Regions from separate parts of the Mus musculus genome. Here regions 1 and 2 are each linked to region 3. A link is a contact called in public Hi-C data. All regions are on one chromosome and are shown on one strand. Each heading gives the region's core, a stretch centred on a gene start, on an enhancer-like site or on the middle of the called end of the contact. The rest is flanking DNA. Distances are from core to core; before and after follow the strand shown. Region 1 overlaps Prkcz (protein kinase C, zeta). Region 2 overlaps Prkcz (protein kinase C, zeta). Region 3 has its middle 64 kb from the start of Morn1.

What was found. A called contact is a pair of places that touch in the nucleus more often than the background predicts.
Region 1: a contact with region 3 is called in a Hi-C map of uterus, with 2.0 times the contacts expected there. The contact joins two enhancer-like sites. A contact is called at or near these places in 2 of 484 Hi-C or Micro-C datasets (embryonic fibroblasts and uterus), 2 of 115 datasets of contacts at active chromatin or transcription factors (bone marrow-derived macrophages and embryonic stem cells) and 2 of 9 other capture datasets (adipose tissue and pancreatic islet).
Region 2: a contact with region 3 is called in a Hi-C map of cerebellum, with 1.9 times the contacts expected there. The contact joins two enhancer-like sites. A contact is called at or near these places in 2 of 484 Hi-C or Micro-C datasets (both in cerebellum) and 2 of 115 datasets of contacts at active chromatin or transcription factors (bone marrow-derived macrophages and memory CD8 T cells).

Annotation. Positions count from the first base shown.
Region 1 is chr4:155,282,053-155,285,004 of GRCm38.p6, reverse strand. The region is part of intron 10 of Prkcz (protein kinase C, zeta); the gene reads left to right. Among named protein-coding and RNA genes, the nearest start is that of Faap20, 34 kb to the right of the region's middle. Within about 2 kb of position 1,659, at least 105 of the 459 cell types and tissues checked have an H3K27ac peak or open chromatin away from gene starts, as enhancers often do. A contact at or near this core is called in embryonic fibroblasts and uterus, where this site is marked.
Region 2 is chr4:155,306,813-155,309,782 of GRCm38.p6, reverse strand. All of the region lies in intron 4 of Prkcz (protein kinase C, zeta), which reads left to right. Among named protein-coding and RNA genes, the nearest start is that of Prkcz, 53 kb to the left of the region's middle. Within about 2 kb of position 1,487, at least 100 of the 459 cell types and tissues checked have an H3K27ac peak or open chromatin away from gene starts, as enhancers often do. A contact at or near this core is called in bone marrow-derived macrophages, cerebellum and memory CD8 T cells, where this site is marked.
Region 3 is chr4:155,148,786-155,151,991 of GRCm38.p6, reverse strand. No RefSeq gene overlaps it. Among named protein-coding and RNA genes, the nearest start is that of Morn1, 64 kb to the right of the region's middle. Within about 2 kb of position 1,276, at least 293 of the 459 cell types and tissues checked have an H3K27ac peak or open chromatin away from gene starts, as enhancers often do. A contact at or near this core is called in bone marrow-derived macrophages, cerebellum, embryonic fibroblasts and 2 more, where this site is marked.

The sequences.
Region 1 (2,952 bases), core at 410-2,909, 130 kb before region 3:
CTCATAGAGTCTTTTCTCCCCGTTCCTGCCCCTCCCCAGAGCCAGAGTCACCAAAAGGGCTCAGCAGTCAATGGTCCCCTTTGTGCATCCACATGGTCCTGTCTCTGCACTGCCCTGGCCCTGACCATATCTCCTGCCAGTAGGAACAAGCCTGAGGGAGGGAAGGCAGCCCAGCCTGGCCTTGGAGTTCCTGAAGGGTGAGATTGTAAAGAGCAGCCGTGCTCTGGTCAGCGTTTGCAGGGATGCTGCCGAAACAAGAGTCAGGTGTTCCAACCTCAGGTCACCCCGGTGCAGAAGCTGATGCTGGGACAGCCCACGTGCAGCAGCCTCGGCAGCCACTTCGAGGCTCAGTCCCAGGAGTAATGCCTGTCACATCTGGTTTCTTTTACTGGATCTGTCGCCGACACTGGCGTGGGTTAGTCAGGTTCTGCTTCCTCCCTTGGCTGCTTTAGCCTTCAGTAAATGTACATGCATGTCTCCCTTTCTGGTTGTGAGCTTCTCTCAAAGTAGGGTTTGCTGTGTGTGGTTTGTTTGGTTTTTTTGTTTGTTTGGTTGGTTGGTTGGTTTTTCGAGACAGGGTTTCTCTGTATAGTTCTGGCTGTCCTGGAACTCACTCTGTAGACCAGGCTGGCCTCGAACTCAGAAATCCGCCTGCCTCTGCCTCCCGAGTGCTGGGATTAAAGGCGTGCGCCGCCACGCCCGACTTGCTGTGTGTTTTTGAATCTCCAGTGACTGGGTAATGCCTGCCACTTAGTAAACCATGATGTTGAGAAGAAAACCTTAAGGTAAAAATCGCGTTTCCTGTACAAATATAAAGTGTGCACTTGTGAACTTCGTGATTTGTAGGGGAACCAGTAAAATGTAAAATGTTGCAGCCTGCCCTGGCATCCTGGCAGCTGAGATGTCAGTGGATCACCGTGGCTGGGAGCAGGGTTGGCAGTGTTCTTTCACTCAGCAGACCTAACTCGCTGGCTGTCGTCCGTGGATCCCCCTCACAGATTTGGGAAGTAACTCAGTGGCCACGAAACATCTCTAGAAATAAGTATCAGAAAAGAGCACAAGCCACACGGCCCCGAGTCCCCCAAGATGTCACTTGGGTCTGCCCTAAAGACTTCTGGCAGCAGTCTGGTCTAAGCCAGAGCCCACGCTTTCTGGCCATCTGTTCCTGCACTGTGCAAACACTTTATGCGTTTCCTCTGGGAACAAAACTGGAAAGTTCTGGAAGGTACTGTGGAATTAGCAGAAATGTACAGCAAGGACGTTTCATGGCTACCTACTCAGGAATGTGAGCGCACCCCCACTCCCGATGTGGGAAGCCTTGCTCCTGGTTGGTGCTGCCAATGACAGCCTTATGTGCTGCCCCCAAGAAAAGAGAAGCCAGCTCCTCTCTCAGTCAGAGACAGTCTCTGGCCTCGCACAGAGCAAGGCAAAGCGGCCACGAGCAGAAAATCTGGTGCCTGTAGTTGGGCACAGGATATGCCTGGATGCCTTACCTTGCCTGTCCTGCTACCTTAATAACCACAGGGTTTATAAAGACTTTCTCCCCGGAACTCTCCCTGGGTTCTTGCCGAGACCTCTGCCTGCCGGGACTGAATGAATGTCAGTGTGTTCTGCCTCCCAGTAGATCACACACGACAGGAAACCGAGGAAGCCCCAGGCAGGATGCTAGAGCTTGCTGGCAGCCTGAGTGGAATTCCAGCCAATAAAAGGCAATGGTTTCCACATGTGCCTGGAGATCATAAAAAGGCCGCTGTGGGGTGGGGGGGATGGTGGGGGGGGTGAGGGGGGGGAGGGGATAAGGATTTCTTTCCTCCCTTCCCAAATCCAGCATTGCCTGTCCTGGGGGAGGGACCCCACAGAATTCCTGCTCTCCACAGGCCAACCACCACTTCCACGGCATGTGTCACATGCTGCGAGACAGGGCACTTTAACACTAAGCCACACCCCACGTCTGCGCGGTCTTTTTCCAGACAGTAACCAGAATGAAAACTTCTACAAAAACCTCGAAAAACAGGGAAAACAGTTCAGCTTAAGCTGTTCCGGGGGAAAGGGCAACCTGAAATTTCTCCTGCCAAAATTCCTCCTTTTCACCCCCCTGGTGTGAGCCCCCCCAATTTAAGTGTGGCCTGGGGACAGGGATGCAGGCTGCTACTGAGATGTCAATAGACTTATCATGGGCAGAGCCTCAGATTCAATCCCTAACACCAGAGAGGAGGGGGGGGGGCAGAGTGGGGGAGAGAGGCAGGGAGACTTTAGTTAGCTTGGTCTGCTGTGGAGTTCTTTATTTATTTAGTTAGTTACTTAGTTATTACTATTGTGTGTGGGAGGAGGAGGTATGTTAGCCTGTCTGTTTCTTTCCTTCATCTGGGTTTTGGGGATCAAACTTGGGTCACCAGGCACTGTGCTCCTGCCAACACCCACACTTTCACCTTTTAAGGCAGGGCAAATCCCTCACTGTACGTCCTTGGAGGGGCGTCCATCGGCATCCTGACTTAGACGCTTGAGGAAACTTTAGACGCTTGCCTAAAGTAGCTTATGGATATTAGCTGTCACTTGATCCTTTGTGTGTTGTTGCTTATAATAGAGACCTGGAGAGGGAGAGAGCTTTTCCTCTCTGAGATCAGGACGTAATCCCCCTGGAACAGGCCACAGATCTGTCAGGAGTCCCAGAAGGCTGGCATCCAGACCAGGATGTGGGAGTGAAGAAGGTCCCTTGTGTTCACAGCTGGATAGCACACCAGAGCTGAGCAGCCACAGGAGCAGCAGGTGGTCTCTGAGAGAGACTTTGGCCTAAGAGAAAGGGAAAAGTCCCCTGATGCAAAGAGCCCACCTGGTCCTTCAAGAGCAAGCCAAGCACCCAATAACCACTAGACAGGGCTAGGCTGGATCTGGGAAGGGGAGCCATTGGGTGTGGTAGACATTGCAGGCCAGATCAGTGTGATGAGGACCAAG
Region 2 (2,970 bases), core at 238-2,737, 160 kb before region 3:
CCCCTCCAGCGTGCTCCGTCTCACCTCGCCTAGCTGTGACAATTTTCCCTCTGCCTGAAATACCCTTGTTAGTGATTTTTTTTTTTTCCAAAACCGCAGATTTGCTGACAAGTAGTTATCCGGGCTTTGTTTGTGCAGTGTGCGTTTCCAGTTCAGTTTAGGCTCCCGTTATGCAGCCTTTTCTCACCCAGCTTTGAATCCCTACCTGAGTTTGCTGAGTCAGGTGTGCCAAACATATTTCAACCTACAGTATCTTCAGAGAGAGAGGTCATGAGGCTTTGGAGGTGATGTGGGTAATGTAAGGAGGTTGGCGTCCCTACCAAGAGAGACCTTGAGAGGCTGTGCTCATCTAACACCCCACTATGAAGGACATAGGTGCAGTCATCCCCAAGCCAGGGACAGGCCTCACCTGAACTCAACCCAGCTCCAGGTAGCCTCTGGAGCTATCTGAGGAAGAGTGTCTGTTGTGGAAGAAAGCGGCCTTTGGTGCCCACATGGTAGAGACAGATCTCTACATCCATCTCTTGTCTTAGTTACCTGAGCTGCTGTTCCTGTCTCCAGTCAGATATCCAAGCACTGAGCCCCAGCCCATGTTTTCCATATAGGCCCTAAAGAATCAGGAAGGCCCAGCCTGCCCCCACGGTCACTTTCCTCCAGTGTGGCTTTGGTTTCTCCAGCTTTCCTCACTCACCCTTGGCTGGAGGCTTAGACTGGTAGAAGCCACACGTTTCCCTTCCGTGGTTCTCCACAGCAAGTTACATTCATAGCATGCCTCCAATCGAGCTCTCGATAGTAGCCTCTGTGCCCTGTGTTCTGTCCATTGCTGGCTTCGTCGAGTCCTGCAGATTCTAGCTCCTGAGCTCTAGCCTTGGCCCTCAGATCTAAGGACTTAATCCAGTCCACTGACCGTGGGGGAGGTGGGCAGTGATCCACTTGCTGTGTGCGCGTTTCCTCCATCGACAGGAGCCGTACTTAGCACGAGTCCATGGCAACTGAATTACTTGGAAGTTGATGTCTTCCCATTAAATCAATAAAAAGAAAACTACTGGTCAACCTTCCAGCTGGCCCTCTCAATTTGTATCATAGTGTACTTGAGTCTTTGCATCAACTAGTGCAATGGTTGGCATGTGCTGGACTTTTTCCAGGTCTCCCAGGGCCATTCTTCTTAATGTTTACTGGTCAGGAAAGGATTCTTGGTCTCCTAGGGTTCCTGGGGCTCCTGGGACCCATAGGCAGCCCCTCTTCCACAGCCCTGTCTGTTTCTGGTAGATAAAGGGATAGCATCAAGTTTATGCATCCCCAGAACCTGTGTGGCCACTGTTACATAGCAAGCTGTCAGGTCCCTTAGTCCTCCTCTGCCTGCCTGCCTTCTGATCCTGTTCTCTGTGAGAGGCTCAGGCACGGGCAGAGAGAGAGACTGTGTGAGGTTTGTCCGGGCACCTTCAGAAACCCTGTTAAGGCGTTTCATCCAGCAGAGGGCCCCCGAGATCCAGCCAGAGCATCGCTGTCCACGTGGACAGTTTTCCCTCCGGAAAGAGCTGCCCCTGCCTCACACCAGTGTGAGTCTTTCTCTTTCCTTCCCTGGGAACCACGGAGCAGCTGTTGTGGGATTTATTTCACCGCTCCCCCAGATGGCAGCACAGCTTCCCGTAGGCTTCACTGTAGTACTTCACAGAGCCTGTCTGCCGTGTCTGGCTGCTGGGGAGGATCTGGTATCTTCCTGCCCACCTGAGACCCAGGAACCTCAGTGCCTGGTTTCCATCAGAGGTCACGGGTCCTGTATGTGCTCACCAGGCACCTGAGAAACAAGCTCCAAGCCCCTTGTCCTTTTCCCTGTGACACAAAGTACCTCACAGATTTTCGTGTGTGACACGGCCGTTGAACCCAGGAGTGAGGGTACTGATGACGTTTCGGTGTTGTGATGGATAGATGCAGATGGCACTGATGGGTGGTGGTTGTAGCTGGCCATGAGCAGTAGCCACAAGGTGACCCAGACTTACCCTGCCTCCTTTTGGTCCCACTCAGTGTGTGAGCATCCAAGGTGACCCACCACAGCCTAACCAGCAGTCAGAGTGTGTCTGTCTGTCTGCCTGTCTCTCTCTCCTTGTCTCTCTGTCTCTCTCTGTCTCTCCCTGTCTCTCTGTCTCTGTCTCTCTCTTGTCACTGATATCACTAGAATACATTTCTGTTGCTTAGTATAGGTATTAAATGAACAATCTCAAGGCTGGAGTAGGTGGGACTACCAGGACCTGTGCCCATGGAATAGACAGTAAGCACACACTCCCAGGAAGGGGCCTCTTTCCTGTGTTCTGCCCAAAAAGGAAGTTGAGGCTAGAAGTCTGACTCCCAATAGGAACTGACCAGCCCGGGTTCAGTTTGTTTCTTAGCCTTTTGAATGTTTTCCATAGCACATATCAGTTGTACATAGTAATGGACTTCACTACAACGCTTTCAAACACGTGCATAGTGTATTCTGTGCATGCCGTTCCCCCTGTTTCTGTTTCCCTCTCTTCCTCTGTTTTGGTTTGTTTTAGATGAAGTCTTGCTATGCAGGCCAGGCTGACCTTGGACTGGTGGCAGTCCTCCTGTCTCAGCTAATGAAGTGTCGGGGTCGTGGGTGTGAGCCACCACGCCTGGCTTCACATCTTATCTTCCTCCTCACACCGGTATCTGGGTCCCTTTACTACGGTTGGCCGGCGTGACCTGGGTGAATCCCCACTGAGGCTCATGCATCGCACCAGGGACACTGTCTCATGGCCAGTTTTCCCCCTACCCCACCCCCACCCCCGTCTTCCTCTGAGCAGCAGCAGTGTGTGAGCTTCTCACACATCTCTGATGCACCAAGGATGCCCCCTGCAGACAAGGGGACTGGGGCTTCTCCTCTGTTTGGCTGTCTCTTTGCTGCATGTTTTTCTACATCCTCTGGTGTGTTGTGGTTGCAGAGGGACACACCCAGGGCACAGAACGGGG
Region 3 (3,206 bases), core at 27-2,526:
AGCCGGGAGGGAGCTAGCTACCCCAGGCTCTTGAGGAACCAGAGGAAGTAGTGACTGTCCCCAGAGAGGGAGACAAGGAGCACCTTCGCCCAAGCCCTGCCTACTGCTGATACTACCAAATGAGATGGTCTAAGGACCTTATCTGTGATGGAAAACAGAGGTCTCTTGTCCTTGAGACACCTGTCTGTTTTGAGTAGATGTGTGCACTGTGTGTGCATGTGAAGGGCTGTATATCGGAGACAAGACTGACCATGGGCAGGTGCAGGCCCTGGGGCAGTACTTTATGCCCACTCTCTACCCTTGGGGAGAGGCCCAGGGCCAGATGAATTTGACCCCTGTCAGGCAGGGCAACAGGGCGAACATAGTAGAGATCCTTTGTGCTGTGTTCATTTCTGGCCTTGGACACGTGGATGGGACCCCTGCCTGCCAGAGCCAAGGTTCATGGATCACTGCAACAAGACCTTGGGGTCTAACCTCATGCTGCCGCCTACTCGGGATGGACAAGTGGTCCACATCTCTCTCAGTATCCTGTTTCTACAGTAGCCACTTCACTGCGGTTACTGGTGGTTGTTGAGGAAGTTGCCCCCATCAAGTAGTGGAGGTGAAGATCTGCTGTACTGAGGGGCTGACCGCCATCGGCCTTACCCACACGTTCTCCCTGTGGCCTGGGTTACCGAGGCCCCCAAAGGCTGAGTACTGCAGCTCCGCTAGAATCCCCCATTAATAGTGCTTGGTGGCCTCGGGTCAGAAAGCACTAAGGCCTGAGCTGGCAGCCCAAGGTCCGACAGACAAGGGGTTGTCCTCCACCCGGGCATCAAGGATGGAAAGCCCTGTTGGATCCACGGCCTCTCCAATGCGGTGTTCACCCACCAAACAGGCTTCTGGCTTCGTGCGGCCGTCCGCAACACTTCTCCAGGAGGAGGGAAGGGCGCGGCACAGAGACGCCCTGGAACCGCCGCGCCCTTCAACTTCCCACATTCCCGCTCCTTCCGACGGGCGGGGGCGACCCTGGTCTGCAGCTCTGCTAGGCTCCTGCTAGCCTGGGGATGAGCTGGCCCCGGAGGTGACTGCTGCGGGGAAGCGCGACCGCGCGGGCTTCCAGCGGTTCGACCGCAGTCCCAGCCTGCGGGATCATTCCTGGACCCCAAGTCCCGGCAGCTCCCGAAGCCTGGGGCCCGCGGGTCCTGCAAGGCATGCCCCGCCCACGGGCCGCGCGGCCTCCGCCTCGCCCTACTACCCGCGTGCGCTTCCCTTCCCCCGCCTGCCGCGGATTCCGACGGGCAGGGCCCGGGGCTTCCGGCTGCGAGGAGAGAGCTCGGCCCTGCGGGACCAGCCCGGCGCCGCCCCACGCGCAACCCGACTTCCTGCGGCGTAGGATCCCAGAGACCGGGGCCAGAGTCCTCGGGATCCGCCTCAGAGCATGTGTTCGTGGTCTGCATAGAAGGATCGCGCCCTTTTTGGGAGGTTCTCACCGGCCTTGCCACGGGGTGCAGCCTATGTGTTATCTAAAATGGGATCTGGTCGCCTTAAGCAACTCTCTGCTGCTGTCCCTAGTCACTTCACTGCTGCCCTAGCGAATGTCCCAAGACTGGATCCCGCGCCTGGAACCTGCAGTCCTACAGGCGGTTTCCTCTGCCTCCAGAATCCATCCCGGCAAACCCCACGGGACTGGTGAATGTGAAGTTCCACCTGTCACCTGATCAGTGTGCATAACACCCCACACTGGGATCGGAGTGTGTAGAACTCTACCCAGCCCTCAGCCAAGTCCCTGTCCCCATCCCAGGGCCAGAGACCACTTGTTAGAAGCAGGTTCTGAGGCCCGAGGCCAAGCCTGCAAGCAGGGCTTCTTTTTCTCAGCACCTGACTACCCCCACGGAAACTGATCCTCACAAATAACTCTCTCATGAATCATGGAACTCTTGGAGGAGCAGATGTGCCTCCAGTTGCAGAGGTCCCTAGGGAGGTTTGTCGGGGTCCTGGGAGGTGGTCCTGAGTCCTCGGACAGAAGTGTGTGTGGTCGGCAGCTGAGTTAAGGTGTGATTCCTGAAATTTATCTTAGGAATATTTCTGGCTGACAGCCGGGGACAGGATGCCCTCGATTGGTCCAGCCCCACTCTAACACCAACACCAAGACACTGGGCCCTTGGGCTATAGCCCAGGATCCCCATCCAGGAGGGGAGTGTTGCAACTCTGATCTTGGGCTCCTCCATGGAGTACCTGATTCAGAGGTCATGGTTTAGGAGCCTGGGGTGGGTCTGCCCTCCTGTATCTCCTAGCCTGTATCACACTAAAGGAGGGAGGTTCCCTGTTCTACTGGGGCTCCAGCTGCCAACCTGAGGCCTCTGTGTCCTGATTGTCTACAGGACAAAGGTGGGAGAGTGGCACCATTGCCAATGCCGTGAGGATAAATACAAGAGGCAACAGTGTCTGGCCATTGCAACAGGGCAGACAGTCTGCTCCTTAGGTTTCATTTTATGCCAAGAGGAGCCTGGACAGAGCCACTGTGTATGTGTGTGGGTTGCCCATACACTCTGCTGTCCCGTTCTTTTGTCTGGCTCCTGAAGACCTACACAGAACCAGCAATTCCTCTACCATGGGCAGTCCCTACCACACCTGGCCTCCAAACTCCACTGGAACCTCCCCTTCCCTCTGGCTGTGAGGGACCTGTCTGAGGCCGTTCCTTCTCTGAGGAAAACTGAGCAGAAAGGGGCAGGCTTGCCAGCTACCGCTGAAAATTGTCTCCTCCGTAGTGGTTTTACTGGGCTAGGCCTGTGGGCTGCCCTGACACTATCCAGGATCAAGGGCTCCCAGTGAACTGGCAGAGCTGGCCAGGCTGTAGGAACCGGTCTGGCAGGCTTGGTCCTGGAACCTCCAGGAAGCCCTGGCTGGGAGGGGCCCAGGCAGAGCACAGCTGGCCTCACACCCGCCTGGCACCAAGACCAGGCAACCTGCCCGGGCTGTAGACAGGGCTTGGGGAGGCCTCCCCTGGGAGTATCCTGAGTGACCAGCCTGACCAGTGGAAGAAGCTGGGAGGAGCTATGGCCACCTGTGCCAAACAGGCCCAGGGAGAAGGTGGCACAGACCAGGCTGTCCAGCCTAGTTCCAGGCTGTGTTCTGGTCATGCTGTCCTCTGTTGACCCCAGATGTGTCCCAGGTGGTCTGGTGAGCCAGCTCTCTGAGGTGCCTCTAGATGCTTGGGCCTTGAG